Linked DNA regions of Sus scrofa: region 2 is linked to region 1. The links are chromatin contacts, called in public promoter capture Hi-C maps. All regions are on one chromosome and are shown on one strand. Each heading gives the region's core, a stretch centred on a gene start, on an enhancer-like site or on the middle of the called end of the contact. The rest is flanking DNA. Distances are from core to core; before and after follow the strand shown. Region 1 holds the start of FBXO47 (F-box only protein 47). Region 2 holds the start of PIP4K2B (phosphatidylinositol 5-phosphate 4-kinase type-2 beta).

Region 1 (6,307 bases), core at 3,049-5,548:
TACAATTCTCATTACATTAGATAAATTACCTAGAGATCTGTAGTATTCCAATATGGCAGATTCTTGTTTCCTGTCAGGCAGCTCAAGATTATGAAAGTCTGGTAGTAAGAGTCTTTTGCTTCCTGATGAGGTTGAGATATAATTAATAATGTGCTGGCTGATTGTTTTGGACACCATGCTTAGCATGCTGATATCCTTCACTATCAAAAGAAATATATATTTACATATATAACACATATATGAATGGCTTAAATACAAGAATACCACTATTAGTACAATCTATCAACTTACAGGTTAGCTCAGTAATAATAAAAATACTAAATAATAATCAAAATAAAGTGGGATAAAACTTTAAAATTGCTTTAAATCCAGTTCTCAAGGAATTAGAAACATTTGGGGATGTAATAGTCAAATTACCATGTCATAATTAGAAGCATGTTTTAAAGAGTTTGGGGATCATATTTTCTCTTTGTACCCCTTACCTAACAATGACAAAACTTTAGGAAATAAACTTAATGTGAACACCATTAATATTCTTGCAGGACCTAAGATGATAAAGTAGTTCTTGGGGAAAATAAAATAGTGGAGTGTCCATGTAGCCTACTCATGGTCCCCAAACCTCACCTGACAAGTATCTTAAGATTATTTGGAATATTTCCAATGGCAAGGCTTTAAAGTTTCCAAGCGTTGATAAGGGCTGAGAATCTGAGGCAAGGTTGTTGGAAAAATAGCTGGATCGACGATTGCTACGTCTGTATTTCTGGTTGGGAATCAAAGTGAAACTGGAATTTACTCTAGATGCCATCCTTTTTCTTATCTCATGAATTTATCCTGGTTAGAAAAACAAAGTATAAGAGACAAAGAAGAAAGGAAATTATATCGGTAAAGAGCTGTTTTGGTTTTTTTCTTTTTTTTTTTTTTAAATGGAGAGGTTCATATTTTAATAGGGAATAGCTATCTCTCTATAGTTGTAAAACTTTTAATGTTATGTCCAATTTACGGAGTTCCAACCAGTACAGTCTATTCATCTCAGCATTATACTTAAAAACCTTTCCCCTTTTAGCCAATTTTTTTTTTTTTTAGGGCTGCACCTGTGGCATATGTAGGTCCCAGATTGAATTGGAGCTGTAGCCACTGGCCTACGCCACAGCCACAGCAACTTGGGAACCCAGCTGAGTCTGTGACCTATATCACAGCTCACAGGCAACCCTGGATCCTTAACCCACTGTGCAAGGCTAGGGATCGAACCTGTATCCTCATGGATACTGGTCAGATTCGTTTCTGCTGAGTCACGATGGGAAGTCCCCTCTGAGCCAAATATTTTAGATGAAGAGTTTTAGTAGAAAATATGATGTATATTTGGATGAGATACATTCTAAGAAAGGAAATATGTGACATTTTTAAAAGTAAAAGTTTTAACACAAGAAAGTAACAAATTCAGTACATTCAATGTTTGTCAATTAGTATATTGCTTTTACAATCTTTACATCCTAAAAAAATGAAAGTATTAATGTAGAATTAAAAATTTGTAGTGGAGTTCTCTTGTGGCACAGTGGGTTAAGGATCTGGTGTTGTCACTGCAGTGGCTTGGATCACTGACCTAGCACAGATTCTGTGCCTGGCCTAGGAACTTCCACATGCTGTGGGGTCTGCCAAAAAAATTATTTTTAATTGTAGTAATTTTTTCTATTTCTTTAAAACTGAGTACTGACTTGTTCTTTTGTTAGAAACAATAAAAACAAAGGAGATTTTAAAACAGATTTTAAGAGTTCCCGTTGTGGCGCAGTGGTTAACGAATCCGACTAAGGAACCATGAGGTTGAAGGTTCGATCCCTGGCCTTCCTCAGTGGGTTAAGGATCCGGCATTGCCATGAGCTGTGGTATAGGTCAAAGATGCCGCTCAGATCCCAAGCTGCTGTGGCTCTGCCACAGGCCAGTGGCTACAGCTCCGATTCGACCTCTAGCCTGGGAACCTCCATATGCCGCAGGAGCGGCCCTAGAAAAGGCAAAAAGACAAAAAAAAAAAAAAAAAAAAAAAGGAAAAACATAAATAAATTTAAAAAAAATAGATTTTAGTTTACATCTTTTAAAACTGACTAGCTCTAGCAGATTAAGATGATTTCATTATGGTTACCAATTATGTGCAGTGAAATCAAAGTTTCGTAAAATTATTAAGATGAATAAATAAATTAATACATTTTCCTTCAATTCCACTTTTGGTTAATAATAGTTACTGCTAAATCTTGGGAAGGGCCTACATGACTTATTTCAAAAGGAACATTTCCTAGAGGAACTTTATTAAAATTACTGATAATTTACTTACACTAAACAATAATTCCTTAAAAAATATTATTTATCACACACAGCAACTTTGTGTTCCTCCTCCTTCAACTGGGAAAACACTGAATTTTGAATATATACATGTATACGTACATATGCATAACTACAACTCCAATCTAAGCTTCCTTGTTTCTAAAGAAACAACCAAGTCATTTCACCAAAGAGTTACAAACCTATCTGATTAAAATACATTTTCTCCTTTTGTCACAAAATTGCTAAAGATCACATTGTTACTTATTCACCTAAAAAGTTACATATCAGAGTTCCCTTTGTGGTTCAGTGGTTAATGACACCCACTAGCCTCCATGAGGACATGGGTTCCATCCCTGGCCTTGCTCATTGGGTTAAGGATCCATCCTTGTGGTGAGCTGTGGTGTAGGCCAGCAGCTACAGCTCTGATTCGACCCCTAACCTTGGAACCTCCACATGCTGAGGGTGTGGCCCTAAAAAGACAATAAATAAATACAAAGTAAAAATTTTTTAAAGTTACATACCAATTTTTATCAATTTAAAATCCGTTATAGATTTGAAAATGTGGCCAAGAAATTTAGTGCTTAGTAAAACGCATACTGTGAGCCTTCTTTAAAAAAACCCATACCTTATATAGTGCTTTGCTTCAGCATCATTCAATGAGCATTTAAATTAGTAGATATTTCTAAATAATCATTAAAATGATACAAGTAGCATGTGCATTGTCAAAAATTTTACAAAATACAGCAAAATAAAAAGAAGAAAATTAAATTCATTTGGTTTTTGACACTTAACATTAAGCACTTTGGTTTATATCATTCCAGAATTTTACACACACACACACACACATATATATATAATTTTTTTCACAAAAAAAGAGGGACTATCATCCTTTTTTATAATCTGCATTTCAATTGTAATTGTAATTAAACCTGGAATTTCCTTCCATACCAATAGATACACTTCTACAAGTATATATATATTTTAAAGACTGCATGGGATTCGACCAAATGGAAGAATAATTTAATCCATAACATTGTTTTCAACTTTTCACAGTAGGTATTTTAAATCATTTTCATTATAGTAAAATATACATCTGGCCTAGGATTTATTCTTTTTCTCTGAGGACCTGCTAAGCTGGGAATGGGTGGAGCTTGTGGGATCTTCAGACCCTCACTGATAACCTAATACCCGCGGACTCCAGTGTGTTAAGCACACTCTGCCTATATTTTTAAACCTCTGAGAGGATTAAAACACAATGACCCAAATTCTTTAAAAGCTTTAGTCTCCTCTTACAATTTCTTATTTTCCTCACTTAGACCTAAACGGTTTGGGGGAGATAGCAGGCTTTTCTGAAAATCCTAAAGATGTAATTCCAAATTACTTCTGGTTGCCTCTCAGTCCTCTAGAGAATGAGACTAACGGACCAAAATAATCCTAGTAAGATGATGTTTCAATGCCCTGTTCCATCCCGCTCATTTTGCCCACGTGTGAAAGGCTTTGAAGGCTCTCTTGGATGAACTTCTTTCCCCGTTTTCAGAGAAAACCGTCCAACAGCAATTCACTAGGATTTCTATTTTATTTTAACCTAAGACAATCTTTTAAGAGATCCACCTCCATCTGCCCGAGAATTCGCCCAAAGATCTCCAGAGAGGTAAACTGGGGGTAGGGGGTCGGGGGCATAAAAGAGAAACTGGCCGATATACTACTCAAACCACACTGCGGTGCATTTTTGACCTCCTTCAGTCCACGAAAAGGTGAAGCTGTCTCCAGAAACTATTGGGGGAAAATAAATCTCTTTTTACCACAGATTTGGACAATTTCCCGGCTAAAGGATCACAGGAAAATGCGACTTAGTCGTTTTGCCCCTCCATCCTCAAAACTTCTTAATGTTTTAGAAAATTTTTCCTCAAAAAAAGATTTTGCCGCCAGGAAGAGGGAGGGTCCGCCTCAGGTCGGTTCCGGAGCTGCGTTCCTGCCTCCCAGGCGCCCCCTTGGCCTCGAGAATATTTTAGAATCCTCCCAGGAGCCCCAGCGGGAAGGAGGCCCCGCCCCCTCATGAATAGGAAGAACGCCGGCTCCCAGAGTGCCCTCCTTCCTCTTGAATATTTCAGAGCCCTCCCCAGGAGCTCGGGAAGGAGACTCCGCCCCCTCATGAATAGTAAAAGTCCTGGCACTCACAGACCCCTTCCACGCTATGAATAATTAACGAGGATGTAGTCTTTGGAGGCCGAACTTAGGCCAAAACCACCTTTACTTCAAACCGATGACCGGAAGGGGTGGGGCAGTTACGGACGTGGAGGGGACGGTGCGAAACGAAGCGTCCCAACCTGGCGCACCACACATCTGCTCCAAGCCACTTCCTTTCCCTTTATCTTAGTTTTTTAACTCCTCCCATCCCTACAAGGTAAGGTACAAGAGGACTCAATGAAAACTTCTGTTGGGAAGAACCTGCAAACATTCCTTTTTTTAACCTATTTTGGTACCTAGAAGCAAAGATGCCTCCGGCATGTCAAGATGGAGTCCAAGGAAGTTCCTGTTGTGGTGCAGCGGAAAAGAATCCCCCTAGGATCCATGAGGACGCTGGAGCCATGAGGATGCTGGTTCCATCCCTGGTCTCGCTCAGTGGGTTAGGGATCTGGAGTTGCTGTGAAAGCCCTGGTGTGGGTTGCAGATGCGGCTTGGATCCCACACTGCTGTGACGTAGGCCTGCAGCTGTAGCTCTGGTTTGGCCCCTACCTTGGGAACTTCTATATGCTGATGGTGGTGCCATCCTAAAAAGCAAAAAAGATGGAGTCCAAAGCAAATCTTCCTAGCTTGGCCCTCCCTTGAAGATTAAGTCCTTCTTCATTTATTCATTCAGTAGCTGGTTACTGAAAGTTGCTCTGGGCTAGTCACGGGGAAGGCCCTAAACATACAACTGAGAACAAGATATATGTTTCCTGGCTTCATGGAGCTTATTAGTCTAAGTCTAAGCTTATTACTCTTATAAGTCTTATTAGTCTTAAGATAGAATAAACAGGGAGTTCCCAATGTGGCTCAGTGGGTTAAGAACCCAACTATTACCCATAAGGATGCAGGTTTGATCCCTGGGATGCTTAGTGGGTTAAGGATCCAGCATTGCTGTGTAGGTCACAGACATGGCTGGAGTCTGGCATTGCTGTGACCATGGCACAGGCAGGCAGCTGCTATTCCTATTCCACCCCTAGCCTGGGAACTTCCATGTGTTGCAGGTGTGTCCCTAAATAAACAAACAAAAAAGTTTAATTTTGCAGATTTTAAGTGCCTTTTGTGGACCTTCACCAATTCAATCTGGAATACAGGGTTTTGGGTGAAGGAGAAAAGGATAGCTTTATCGATTTGCCAGGCCAAGGGGGCACGCAGTGGGCTAATGCCTCCAAAAACTGTTTATCCTGCTCTGGAGGATTTGGTGAAAAGTTTTATAGCAATGGTTCAAGAGCGGGGTTGTTGATAAGAATCAGAGTGTGTGCAGAGTCTGCATTCCTTTAATCTGGCCTCAGGTGGTCTCTTCCTGAGCTTCTGTGATTCTTTTAATCTGGCCTCAGATAGTCTCCTGATAAGTTTCTATGGTTCTGAGGTTATCAAACTTTGACCTTCTTTATGGAATGAAGAATGTTTCATCAAGTAGTTAACATCTTCCATTTGGTGGGGGTTTAGTTCTACAGAAGAGCTCGGCGATATAAGACCCTGCCCCAAGGCTGGGTTATTGCTTCTGGACTGCTCCTTCCTTGTCTCTGCATCCCCTTCCTTCCCTGATTAGCAGCAGTTTGAACCTGCCCTCAAGGAAGGTCATGGAGGCTGAAGCCTATTCCCTAAATCAAGAAGCAGGGGACATCAAAAGGCTTGTGTGCCCAGGAGCCCCACAGGGTCCTGCTTTGCTTCATAGTTTTTTGTTTTTGTTTTTGTCTTTCCAGGGCATATGAAAGTTCCCAGCTAGGAGTCCAGTCGAAGCTGTAGCCACCAGCCTATACCACGG
Region 2 (6,242 bases), core at 3,321-5,820, 140 kb before region 1:
TGGTGAACTTCTGATTCCGGAAGTCTCCACTTCCCTGTGTGACCTTCACAGGAATTGCTACTCGGGAGGCATGGGTTGGGCATGCGGGCTTCCTGACATGTTCCAGGGTCCCCTGGGTGGCTTGGCCATGGGCTGACCGCCACTGACAATCATTTGTTACAATCATCCGCCACCATCAGAAAACATGACATGCTGGGGAACACATTTCTGAGAGCAAGGAGATTTGAAACTCCAGAAAGGAAAGGGCAAGAACAGAGAGACACAGATGCCAACAATCCCCGGCTGGGTTTATCCTTCCTTTTCACACCGTGGTTTTTCTTCTCCTCTTTCAGTCCCAGTGTTCTCTGGAAGGTGGGCAGATGCGCTGAAGAATATATGCATCCAAAGGCTTCACTAGAGCAGAAATGTTTACTAAAGACTCTTTTTTTTTTTTTTTTTGTCTTTTTTTGCTATTTCTTTGGGCCGCTTCCTCGGCATATGGAGGTTCCCAGGCTAGGAGTCCAATCGGAGTTGCAGCCACTAGCCTACACCAGAGCCACAGCAACGCGGAATCCGAGCCGTGTCTGCAACCTACACCACAGCTCATGGCAACGCCGGATCATTAACCCACTGAGCAAGGGCAGGGACCGAACCCGCAACCTCATGGTTCCTAGTCGGATTCGTCAACCACTGCGCCACGACGGGAACTCCCACTAAAGATTCTTAAAGTAGCAGGGTGAGAGAAAAAGGCAGGCAAAGAAGGTTCTGGGTCTGCGTGAAGCAAAGAAAATGTGTAGACAGAATGGGGGTAGAATGTGGGAGAGAACGGAGCAGACTTAAGAATAACTCTGTTCCTCACATCATTCACAAAAATTAACTCAAAATGGATTACAGACCTAAACGTAAGAGCTAAAACGGTAAGAGGTTTTCTTAGAAGAAAATATAGGAGTAAATCTTTATGATCTTGGGTTAGATATAACACCAAAAGTATAAATACCTAAAGAAAAATAGATAAATTGGACTTTACCAAAATTAAAACCTTATGCTTAAAAAGACACCATCAAGAAAGTTAAAAAAAGATAACCCAAAGAACGGAGTAAAATACTTGTGAAACATATATCTGATAAGGGACTTATGGCCACAATACATAAAGAACTCTTACGATTCGATAGTAAAAAGACAAATAGTTCAATTTAAAAATGGGCAAAAAAGTAACTGGCAAAGGATCTTAATATATACGTTTCCAGTGAAAATATACAACTGGACAATAAGCACGTGAAAAGATGCTCAACACAGTTAGCTATCTAGGAAGTGCAAATCCAGATCACAAAAGAGATGCCCTTCAAAACCGCTAGAGTAGCTATGATAAAAAACAGACAATAACAAGTATTGATAAGGATGTGGAGAAACTGGAACCCACACATACCGCGGGGAGAGGGGGGGGCATGTAAATGGTGCCATCACTTCGAAGCTTCCCAAATGGTTGAACATGGTTACCATCAACGGCTCCTATTCCTTCTGATCACCTGCGTGAGGCTTCATACACACCTGGTTCCTAGAATGGCCAACAGGGTACCCGCCAGGTCTGCCCCCTCTGGTCTCCATCCCCCTCTCGGAGGCCATCTCTTCCCTAACTCCAGAACCTCCGCACCACGGAAACACTGGTTTTCTCTCGTTATCAGTTCGCCCCTGACAGATCCAGAGTCTGATTTTTCTCTCTGTACAGCCTTCCTCTACCAAGTCCATGGACTGCAGCTGTCACGACGCTGAGTTCAAAGACCTCTCTTTCTCTGCTCAGAAGGAAATCAACCACCTCATGAGAGGGTATGTAATTGACTTGAGCTCCAGATAAAGACACATCCATCCTCCACGTCTCATACACCGTCAGCCATAGACCATCGTGGCCTACGTGCTTAAATCAGCAAGAAACTGAATAATCCAAGAAAAGGTGATATCCGAAACCTCAGACTGCGAAAGGTGGCAGAAGCTGGCTTCGGAAGGGAGGTCGCCTCCAAGAAAGGCTATCGATACCAGAACAATGTGGCCCTCGCTCTCCTGGGAACTGCACGATCTTATAATCTTCTGGGGAGATGTTTCATTTCCCGGATGGGGACCCTGAAGTACTAGACCTTGTGGCAGGCCCAGAGGAAGCAATAGAATTGTTGCCTAGCTGATGTCCAGACCTCGGCCGGTCCAGGGCAGTCATGTCCAGTGCGTTTCCCCGGAGGTGCTCGCTCATTATGTCCAGAGGTACGGGTCTTGCTTAAAGTCAATACCTTTCCAGCTGGCTCTCAAACTTGCTTAAAGTGAGCAGCGAAAGAGGGTGATACCTATCTCTCCATCTACCATTCAGAGACTCACTGCCTGCCTAACAGAAAACCAAGCACCACACACTCCTGGGAACTAGCAGGCGCAGGCACACACACCTGTCCTGGCCCTGGGCTGAGAGGCAGGGCAAGGAAAGGAAGCAAAGAAAATGAGACCTGCCATTCAAGCACCATCATGTGCCAACACAGCCCAACATACTGCACTGACAATGGGCTGCATGTCTTGTTGTGACCACAGACAACCTAATAATCCTCCACCCAGGGCCTCCACTCCTTCAGGTATAAAACAAGGGACCCAGAGTCCTCTTCTGACAAGTTGTCATATTCCTGACTCTCAGGCCTCTAACCAATGCTCTATACAGACAGGATGCTTTCTAGTGAGAAGCCAGCTGCACGACAAAACCAAGGATTGATTTCCAGGCAGGGACACCGGGTTCACATGTTGATGACCCAGTTTTCCCTGCAATATTGTCAGATGACCCCCAAGGCAGCAGGAAGCAAGAGGGACAAACTCTGCTGGACTCGTGAATCAAAGCAGCTCCCAGAGGTCTAGATGTTACACCAGCGGTTCTCCCTACCCTAGCCAGGACCCTCACCTTAGTGAAGTTACTGAACCGGCCCAAGACCATGAAATCAACAAAGACCTCACCAGACACACGGTGCCTTTCTGCAGTAGAGGTAAAGATCTAAAACCCCGGCTGAGACTACAGTTTATCAATCTCCAGCCGACGGCTCTTCTTGTAAAGCAAAGCTCAAAGTCTTGCTGGCCCTGGGCTCCTCTGTCATCAGTTGGTCTTGTGGGCAATTTCAAGTGCTCCGAAAAGTCACGGAGCCTAAAGAACTGATATCCACAAGAAACTCCAGCCATTAGCTTCACTTTCTTCATTCCAAACTTTGAATTGGTGCAGTTGGTATTTCGGGTTTTTTAACTTCCTCTGCTCATTTCTGGAAGTAAGGACGCACAATGAAATGCAAGAAACAAGTAGTTGGAAGAGAAAGAAAGACCCCAAACAAACAGGACCGACACAAAGTCCTCTAACTCAAATACTGGGCAGGGCCCCAACTTTCTAACGGGAGCAGTTGGACAATCTCAAAGAAGCCCAAGGACCCAAAGAACCTCTCTCTCATCATAATCACTATCCATTACCACACTCTCCCGACCACACAATAGAAAGCGCAGTAACTGAAAAGTCAACATCTTTGACACGATCGCCATAGAATTCAGGAAGATGCGTTATTCCTACTATGAACAGTCCTCAAAAGCAGGCCTCACCTTCTCTAATGGTTATTCCCCCTTCTCTCTAACCCAGGAAGACCCTGATCTGTGGCCCAAGGAAGCCAGTGCTTCTCCAGTTGATACATCTTGTTCGAGAAGAAAAGAAACCCGAGGAGGATTTCCAGGCAGGGGTAAAGAGGTCTGGAGGATGGGGAAACCTTGAGCAGCCACATCAAACGACCAGAAACGGAGGACTATTCAGGTAGGCCAATGCCACCTGCCCTGTCAACTGGACAGTGAGCTAGGCAGCCAATTATAAGGAAGAAGGGGGAGAACAAATGCAACAAACGGGGTGAGGTGAGAGGAGAGGATGATAGCCATTCCACCCCACCCAGGCCTTCCCTCTGCGCTCCAGGGGCTGCCCGCTGCCAGACGCAGGAAGCTTGAGGGGCTGGAGGGAAGGGGAGGACGCGACGGCACACCACCGTCGGAGGCACCAGGCCTCGCGTGGCGTGCAGGGAGGCACACCCGGCCGGGATGGCGTGCAAGGGCGGGGTGGGCGTGCAAGTGGCTTGTCGAGGGGGTGCACGCGTTACTGGCAGGGCCGGCCAGGCGAGGGCCCGGGGCGGCTGGGGGCGGGTGGGGGAGGCGTGAGCGCGCACGGGGCCGCGCTCGGAGGGGCGCGCGCGGGGGAGCTGGTTACCGTGTGGTTCACCCCCCACATCAGAACGCTGAGGATCGGCTCGCTGGCCCGGAATAGCTTCACTTTCTGGCACACGAAATGCTTCTTCTTGGTCTTGGTCTTGCTGGCGCTGAGCGGCGCCACCGCCACCGCCGTGGTGCTGGTGCAGTTGGACGACATGCCCGGGGCGGCGGCGGCGGCGGCGGCGAAAGGGGGGGCGACCGAGACGGCGCACAAGCCAGCGGCCCCAGGCCTCCCCCAGACCGATCCCCACCCCCGCTCCCTCACCGCGCCATGGTCGCGCCCGTCCCGTTACCTCCCCACCCCGCCCCGGTGGTTCCGTCCTCCCCACGCTCCGCCCTCTCTGCCCCGCCCCGCCCCGCCCCGCCCCAGGGAGCCCGCCCGCCCGCTCCGCACCCCGCCCCCAGGCGGTACAGCTGCCCAGCCGCCACCGGGCCCTCTCCTCCCTGCCTGGGTGGTACCGCCCACCCCGGGGAGGCAGCGGCCGCCCGGCCCGCCCCTCCTCCCCGGGCCTGACAGGAACGGGGCCGGCCTCCGCGTGCCTCAGAATCCCGCGCCCGAGCAGGGAGGGGAGGAGGACTGGGTAGGTCTCGCTGTCTACCGCGGGAGGGTCTCCCTGTCCGGGCCCACCAAAGCCAGGGTTTGGCTTTTTCCTCAACCTGACGTGCCAAGATGGCGGCAGCGCCACGGCTCCGGAGGGGAGGAGGGGCGGGAATGCGGGGGTGGGACGTACCATCCCCACCCCGGGGGAGAGAGAAGGAACACTGCGAGGGGAAAAGAAGGTCCTGCCCGGAAAGGCAAGGAACGCCCCCTCGCTCCACCCAAGCGTGGATTTTCCCACTCCTCTGGACCCCGGGGATGCACGCCACCCGCGGGACACGCCCCCTCCCCCCAGGGCCAATGAGAGGAGCCAGCCGGGAGCCTTGGGTTTTATGAATGGGTCCCGCTCCCACCCACCGGCCGCCGGCCTCCTCCCGCCAAAGGCTCGGGGTAAGGTGCAGGCTGGCACCTTAAGACACCTATCCTTCAGCAGAAAATTATAATCTTCTTACTCTCTGGCCCACTTGATGAGACCTTTGAGTAAACCGCCCACGCTTTGTTACATAATTCCTCTCGAACTGAGACTCCACATATTGGATACAAATTGCGGATCAATATTGCTCTGTATCGGAATCTGGAATTCGGTACTCACCCTAAGTTGCTCTTTACACAGTTAGGAAAAAAATAAATGTGGTCTTTATTACCAAGTAATAAAAGACATAATTAACCCTGGCAGGATAAGGTGATGAAATGAATGACAAGTGTATGTCACCTTCTCTCTGGAGAAAAACTGAGTTTTAAGCATGATAGTTTCTGGAATCGTAAGTGTTCAAAAATATAAACCCAGATTCGTTCTAGGCAGAATTAGGAATCAGCAGAACAAGGAACTAGAGCAGCTAATGTGTGGGTCAGCAGTGCCTAGGACCTCCTGGATGGAGTGAGAGCCTCTGGTGAAAGAAGTAAAGGGAAAGGGGTAGAGATAGGAGACTGGTCCCATGAGTTTGGGTGGTTTTTGTTTTTTTGTTTTAATACCTGACTAAAAAATAATAGCAAACAACACCTGAAAATCTAGAATTGTAATAAGATTACTACATGATAAAAGGGAAGCCATGAAATAAACAGCTTCCATTTTATTTTCTTTTAAGAGCCAAGGAGTATACTGGCAGTTTGGTCCTGACTCCTAAAATCATCTGACTTCAACACTGCACTGCCCACACTGCAGACTCTAAGCAGTGTAAAAGGATTGATACCCTACGTCCTATCAATAAACCCAGGCCCCTCCAAAACTAGCCAGATTCAAAGAGGAAAGAAAAGCTGACCTGCCTTACTGTGTTACTGGATGACAAGATACAGTGTGGTCCTATTACATAGTAAAGTCACTTACCAAACAAGATCTTCTCACAAAGCTAACTTCTTTTTTTAAAAGCATGAAAAAATATACATTTGTACATATACACACTATGCTTTACAGCTGGAG

What was found. Promoter capture Hi-C pulls out the DNA fragments that hold promoters and counts their contacts.
Region 2: a promoter capture Hi-C map of liver shows a contact between it and region 1, with 3 times the contacts expected there. The contact joins the promoter of PIP4K2B here to the promoter of FBXO47 in region 1. A contact is called at or near these places in 1 of 5 promoter capture datasets (liver) and 1 of 2 datasets of contacts at active chromatin or transcription factors (alveolar macrophages).

Annotation. Positions count from the first base shown.
Region 1 is chr12:23,179,729-23,186,035 of Sscrofa11.1, reverse strand. It overlaps FBXO47 (F-box only protein 47), which reads right to left and starts at 4,298. Exons shown (of 11, transcript XM_021067059.1): 1 at 4,116-4,298; 2 at 625-831; 3 at 30-200. The coding sequence starts at 805.
Region 2 is chr12:23,315,441-23,321,682 of Sscrofa11.1, reverse strand. PIP4K2B (phosphatidylinositol 5-phosphate 4-kinase type-2 beta) reads right to left here and starts at 4,570. Exons shown (of 10, transcript XM_021067062.1): 1 at 4,226-4,570. The coding sequence starts at 4,384. CWC25 (CWC25 spliceosome associated protein homolog) reads right to left here. Exons shown (of 10, transcript NM_001244652.1): 10 at 6,238-6,242.